Regions from separate parts of the Gossypium raimondii genome. Here region 2 is linked to region 1. A link is a contact called in public Hi-C data. All regions are on one chromosome and are shown on one strand. Each heading gives the region's core, a stretch centred on a gene start, on an enhancer-like site or on the middle of the called end of the contact. The rest is flanking DNA. Distances are from core to core; before and after follow the strand shown. Region 1 holds the start of LOC105804139 (protein NETWORKED 2D). Region 2 holds the start of LOC105804126 (rhamnogalacturonate lyase B).

Region 1 (3,597 bases), core at 792-3,291:
TCATACTGTGCACCTTCTCTGAAAGGTGATCAATATTAGAATGTGCTTCAGTAAAATGAGTTTGGAGATTGTTGTTCTGGTCTTCAACCCTCTGATTCAAATCCTGAATCCCATGAAACTTCTCCTCCATCTCCATTAGCTTGTTCCTCAAATCATTCTTTCCATGAATCAGTGTGGCCTTAACATCTTCCAAGGTCTGAATCTGGGCTTGAAGCTCATCAGCCTCAGTTCTAAGTCTCTGGATAAGAGCTTCCTGAGATGAGAATGCAGTTTCTAAGCTGATTACCTTGTTCACAAGTTCATCAACCTTCTCCACCATTTCTGCTACAGTCAAAGATTCACAAAGGCCAACCTCAAATTGCTCCTTTATCTTTGGTATCGAGGTCTCCATCTCCTTTCTCTTCTGGGTAGTATCACTCGCTTCTTGTTCAAATTTTTTAGACCTTTCTGCTACTATTCCTGAGTTATGTACATCAGATGGTCGTTCCCAACCGACTTCAGTTAAGTGAAACTTGTTCTTGAGAGAATCCAGTTTCTCCCTGGCATCCTTGATCCTTTTCTGCTCCACTTCTGCTTCCACGACTGACCTCTCTTGCTTCTCCTGCATCTGAGCCAATGTCTCTTTGCATGATTGTAAAGCTTTCGCTGTCATAAGGGTTCGAGCTTCATCATCTTCAATGACCTTACCTTCACCGAATTCATCTTCCAAACTGTAAACTTTCTCTTGCAATGCTTTTATCTCATCTTCTATTTCCCAGTACTTGGCTAGTCCACTCTCATAAGAGCCCTTAACAAACTCTTTTTCAGTCTGCAATGCCAGGATTCGTTTCTGAAGCTTATGAATCTCTTCAAGCCCCTCAGCCTTGGTCAAACCAGATTTAGGAACCGCATCAGTAGTGACTTTCGTTGGTTTCTTAGGTTCCGTTTTCTTCGTGGCTGATGTTATTAAACTCTTCAAATCTTTGACAGGAAGGTCTGGAACCTTGGGGACATCGCCTTTATAGTTTACTGGAGACTTTGTGAATTTGGGTGAGCCATATTCCTCGTCATCAACCATTGCAAACTGAGCCTGTTCCGGACAAACAGAAGCAATTGTGTTGTTTGCATTTTGCAGCTCTGTTGATATATGATCGTACCGTTCGGCTAAGGCACGGTAAGCTTTGTAAAATTCTTCCACAAATTGAATCAATTCTGGCCTCTTTTTGTAGTACATTTCTGCTCTCTTGGCAAACGAATCTCCATCTTCGTCAATGAGTTTAATCACAATGGATACCTTTTCCTCAATATCTGCAATTCATTGTGTTTTCTTAGACAGCTTTCCAGTCATACAGATATTGCTCGAGTGTCTCAAAGCCAAATGCAATGCTTAGAAAGGTAAGTTTGTTTAATGGATTCTTTATTTTTCTTAGATTTCCTTTATTTGTTTCAATACAATGGATTGATCAACTATGTTAATCGAACTCTATTTGTCAATCTGCATTTACAATGTGTTATTTATATAAAAGATTATTAGAAAAAAGACTGGAAACTCATACCCAAATTCCAGCTTTCATTCATAAATTAAAAATCCAATAAAATGGGGAAAGCAAATATATCAGCCCAAACCCAGAAATGATTATACTTTCGACAACAATTTAATGAAAAAAATATCAAGTAACAGATGAATTACCTTTAAGGTTTTGTTCCATCCATTTCGACTGTTTTGTTCTAATATGGCTAGCCCACCACCATGAATAAGCATTGCTAGCAGCTCTTTGCAACATATTTTCAAACCCTTAAAAACCTTTTGGATCTTGGAATACAAAAAAACACAAGTAGAAAAGATGTATAAAGAAACTTTGGAAATGTAAAAGAAGACCCCCAAAAGCATGCAAGACTCTCTTTTAACTAAATTATAGAACAAAGCGAAGACATGGAAACCATTAAAGAATAAGCGAAGAAAGAGAAAAGAAAAGAAAGAAAATCTTAGATTTTGACGATTCAAAGAAATCTACAAGAAAAGATATTTTGGTTTTTGTTAAGGGATCATGGCGAGGAGCAATCTTCGCCCGAATATTTTGTTCCGTCCTATTAAAATAAACCATGAAAACGGCACTGCCATGCCAATGCACATCAAAGAAAAACAGTTCAAAAGTTTCACCCACTGACCTGTCTCCACGTGTACTCACTTTTTTTTGCTTCTGCACTTGCCATTTCACTAATTTACTTTTGATTTATGCTTTTCATTTTCTAAAAATGACAATAATTAAGTTTTATTTCATTTTTTCCAGTAATTTATTTATTTACCAAAACAAAACCCACTTCAGTTTTTAAAACTGTTTCTTTTTCTTTTTTCACTAAATAAATAAACTTTTAAATTAGGGTGTTTTAATTCTAATTTTCATATATTATTAATAATATTATTATTGTCTCAATTACAACAATTAAAAATATAAATCTCACCCTCATGTACTTTCTTTCAATTTTCATCCATAATTCTAAATTTTTATATAAAATATTTATTTCACAACTTTATTTCGAGTTTTTCTTTATAAAGAAAAGTTATCATAAGCAAAGTTAATGTGTCAGTCCAACAACCGACTTGGAATCTCATCTAAAGTACTAAACAGTAAAATAAAAAATTGTTGATAGTTTTCGAAATTAGAATTTAGTATTCATATTTTTATTTCATGGAATTTAGGCTTTTTATTTTTATGTAAAAATTATCATAGTAACTAATTTAATAAAAAAATTTAACATTGTTAACAATTGGACCTAAATTTCATGAAATGAAAGTACAGGGACTGAATTCCTAATTTTAGAAAAGTACAGGGACTTATAGCACATTTTAACCAAATAAAGAACAAAAGGATGCTTTATTATAGAGTGCTCATAGAAAAAGGTTTTTTTTTTTTTTGGTGGGGGGGGGGGAACCCATTTTTAGAAATATATATTTTATATTTGTTTAACCATTATTTTGGCCGTCTGCAGCCATATGTCATTTAAGATGCATTTGCTGGATTTTGACCAAATGAAGGAAAAAAAAATTCAATCCTCGAGACAGCTAGGGCTGTCCATGGGCCCGGCTCTAGCCCGGACCTATTTTTGGGCTGACCCATTCAAAACTCTCATTTTACTGTTAAAAAAATAAAAGATTAAAAAAATATTTTTAATTAATATTTTATATATTTTGCAATTAAATTGGAACTGGTGTATGATACAAAATTATTGTTTAAACCTAACCCGACTACTACTCAATCTTTAGACAAATCTAGATAGAAATCATAACTATTGTGAAATTCATCGTGGGTAGCTCTAAACAGAAAAATCTAAAAAGTAAAAGATTGACTTAAATTGTAATGTTGAGTTGGATTTTTTAATTTAATTTAGTTATTATTTAAAATTATTTAGTTGTTCACAAATTAAATAAATATATTTATATTCAAATAAAATAAATTTGTATTCTTTATTTATATTTTATGATTAATTTTAATTTTTATAATATAAGTAATTTTTTATCTAGTTGTGTAATGATGCTCACTATTATCCATACTTTACACGGTTCGCACTTTGAATTCGTGTATCCTTCCATGAGACCGTATGATGTATATTTTAGGA
Region 2 (3,597 bases), core at 698-3,197, 380 kb before region 1:
AGTAATACCGCTATTTAAAATTAGCACAACTTTTTAACTAATAATCTAAATCTAAATATAATTATTTTTAAAATTAATTTAACATGATATGATGGAAAATAAGAGTATTCTTATCAGTCAAATTTTCTTTAAAATTCATGTTTATATATATATATATATATATGATAGTTGATAGAAGGAAAAAGTATTCTCGTCAATTAAAAGTTTCTTTAAACTCGTGCTTTTACATATAATATAAGGAAAATATTTTGGTATAGTAACAGTAGAGTTTTTAGACTCCTCAAGCAAAGCAAAGTTAGGGGATATAGTAAAATATTAAAAATTAATATTTAAAAAAAAAGAATCATGTTAATTTTTAAGATTACTTGTAGAATAAAAAAATATATTGTCGATGTACCAAATATTCACCCATAATATAAATTAGTTTTATTGCCTAATAATGTATATGCTTGGTTGTATGTATTTTTTAATAAATTTAATTTTAAAATTGATCTTATAAATAGATATATATTATTTTATTTCAAGTAAAATTCTAAAATAAAAAAGAAATAGTAATAAAAAGAAAATAATATTTTCCTCTAAGTAAATTTTTGTTGTCAAATCTTATAAATACTCAAAACATATAATGATAGTGAAAATAATTAAAATGTATTGAAAAATAAGTAGTTTATATAAAAGTTTTAACGCATGCTAGAAAAATCAATTCATCGTTATTTTGAATTAAAAAGAATCAATGAATTTTTGAATTTGTGAATTTCACTTTAAAATTATAAGTAAATTTATGAAAATATTTTACTAATATATATATAGATACGGTAAAAGTTCTTACAATTTTATGTTGTCTGATACAAAACCGATTGTTCCCAATATTTTACTAATATATACATAGATTGATAGCTAAAATGACAAAGAAAAGGAGAAAAACTTAATTGCCATTCTCTTTGAGAAAACAATTTTTTATTAATTTATCTCTTCCAAGTAATATACCTTTTATTCATAAACATGCCATAATTCATTTTCAAAATATTTATGTTAAAGTTCAAATTCAAAATAGATAAAAATATAAATAAATTAAATTTAATTAATTATATAATTATCTAATTAAATATTCATCTAAATTTTAAAATTTCTAATTATCTAATTAAATATGTAAGATAATAATTATTTTTAAATTTATTCGAAAATAATAGACAAATTATGTAATTTAAAAATGTGATAATTAATTTTTAAATTAAAATTAAAACAAATAAAAATATATAGATAAATACTTATCCATTTAATTTAAATTAAACTAAACGGATAAATATTTAATTAATCAGATATAAAAATACATCACCTGACGTACATTTAATACGTGAATATGTTGTTTTCTCGGTGACCTTGTTTCTAAAAAGCGTCTGGGTCACGAGGACATGTTATTTGTTCTTGATTTTGACAAATCTATTATCAGCAGCACTTATGTCTACATTTAAGGTTTAGTTTGATAATACTTCTCAAAAATAATTTAGGGAAAAAATATTTTTCGAATAAAAGTATTTATAAATAAATTAATTTTTCAGAAACTAAAAATATTTTATTGGAGAAACATTTTTAAGTTAGGACTAAATAGAATAGGTTTCTTCTGTCATCTTACGCCCCTTTCCAATGATTTTCTTTCTTTCTAAATTATGTGTTCAAATAAACAAGCATAACTTTATACACGTATAAAATATAGCTCAAACTTGGGCTTTTCTAATAACATTTTACTTTCAATAATACTACTTGTAGACTAAAATTATCATAAATTCCATTTACAACATTTGCATAAGTTTTAGTTAAAGGGAGCTATAAAATTAAGAATGGTAAATAGCTGTGAATACTAAAAGAGTCAAAGAGTTGTTGTTTTGTGATTAGAAGACTTTCTTGTATAAAGGCCACTATGGTTGGTGCACGTTACTAAAAGGCCATTAAGATTCCCCCTCTATATCTTTGTAACGATACCCCAGACACTTTGCAACCCAAAAAGAAAAACAAACAAACAAAAATCTCCAATTTGGTTTCAAAACTTCTAACATTGTGAAGCTCATTGGATTTCTTTTCCTTCTATGGTGAATCTGGTAACCCCTTCCGCTTCCACTTCCACTTCCACTTCCACTTCCCATTTCTGGTGTTCCATTGAGAGTTGTCAAAGCATTAAGGGTATCATAAATCATCTGAAACTCTAAAGCGTTTTATGGTTTTGTTATGTATTTTTCGATTTACAGCTCTCCAGTCCATCAAGAATACTGGATGGAGAAGGTGGCACACAGGAGCCATTTGGGACAGCTTGTTCTATGGCTACTAATGATAGTTGAATTGTCACTCTTTTACTCTGCATGCTCTGCTGAAATCCCTGTCAGGTTCTTGCTTTGCTCTTCCTCATTCTCCCATATTTTTTTATCCTGTTCTACTCCGCATGTTTCCCCTGCTCTGCTTATGGTACTAGAGAGTGGAGACCCAAAAGAGTGAGAGAAAGAGAGAGCGACAGATTGCATTACTTTCATGACAGTCGATGAGTCCGAATACCCTGTTGCATTTTTTGTCATTATTCCTTAAGCAATCTAATTCCTTGTGACTTTATATTCTTTGTTTCTAGTTCACTGTTTCCTTGTTCACATCTTTCCATTTTCTCTCTCTACATATCACGAGTTGTTTAGGCCAATTGGTTTGGGACACCATGGCCTTTTTTCACACATAAACTCAAACACAGGGGGTTAGGGGTTGGTTGAATTATGACCCGTGACCGCAACCACTCACAAGAGTTGGTGATTGGTATCCTAGAAATTTCACATTTTCTCGATCGAAAAATTGAAAACTTTTTAATTCAATCCTAAAGTATAAATAATCATCCAGAAAATGAAATTCCACATTTTCTCTGCTGCAATGCTTTTATTTGTTTACATCAACATATGACTGCATGGTTTTTCTTGTTATTTTTCTGTCTTTGGTATCAAAATTTTCTACTAAAGAGGGTACTATTAAGTTTGCTCATGAAATTAGTGGAAGAATGCTGGTATTCTACTTTGGAAATTTCTTGGAGCATAAATTTTTGGTTTTTCTTTTCTTTTCATGGACAAATTAAACATCTGTACTAACTATAAGTCATGTCACAAAAACTAAATACATACTACTCTTGGATGTTTGATTTGCAGAAAAATCCTGAACCTTGGAGATTGTAACCCTCATGTCCGGTTGCAAATAAGTCATCACAACGTAAGAAAGTATAAAAATTTGCTTTCACTTTGTTTTAGGTGCAACGAACATGGATGTCTGGTTCTATTAATTCTTTTATTTCTTCATATCAAAATATTATTAACTATCTAATGGACTTCTTTTCTTTTCTTTTTTGTTTGTTTTTCAGGTGGTTATTGATAATGGACTTATTGAAGTCACTATTGAGAACCCATCTGGTCATGTGACAGGAATAAAATATATGGGGATGGATAATGTGCTTGAATGTGGAAACCCAAACTCTAATAGAGGGTATGCCCCTTTTTAACTAGAACGAATGCAAAAGTGCTGTTTTATGTTTTTCAAATTTCCAGTATTTGGAAAAACCATTTTCTCCATTGCTTAGAT

What was found. A called contact is a pair of places that touch in the nucleus more often than the background predicts.
Region 2: a contact with region 1 is called in a Hi-C map of leaf, with 3 times the contacts expected there. The contact joins the promoter of LOC105804126 here to the promoter of LOC105804139 in region 1. A contact is called at or near these places in 2 of 2 Hi-C or Micro-C datasets (both in leaf).

Annotation. Positions count from the first base shown.
Region 1 is chr11:33,962,567-33,966,163 of ASM2569854v1, reverse strand. LOC105804139 (protein NETWORKED 2D) reads right to left here and starts at 2,041. Exons shown (of 2, transcript XM_012636626.2): 1 at 1,670-2,041; 2 at 1-1,287. The coding sequence starts at 1,763.
Region 2 is chr11:34,343,841-34,347,437 of ASM2569854v1, reverse strand. LOC105804126 (rhamnogalacturonate lyase B) reads left to right here and starts at 1,947. Exons shown (of 17, transcript XM_012636617.2): 1 at 1,947-2,096; 2 at 2,244-2,378; 3 at 3,171-3,231; 4 at 3,380-3,501. The coding sequence starts at 2,269.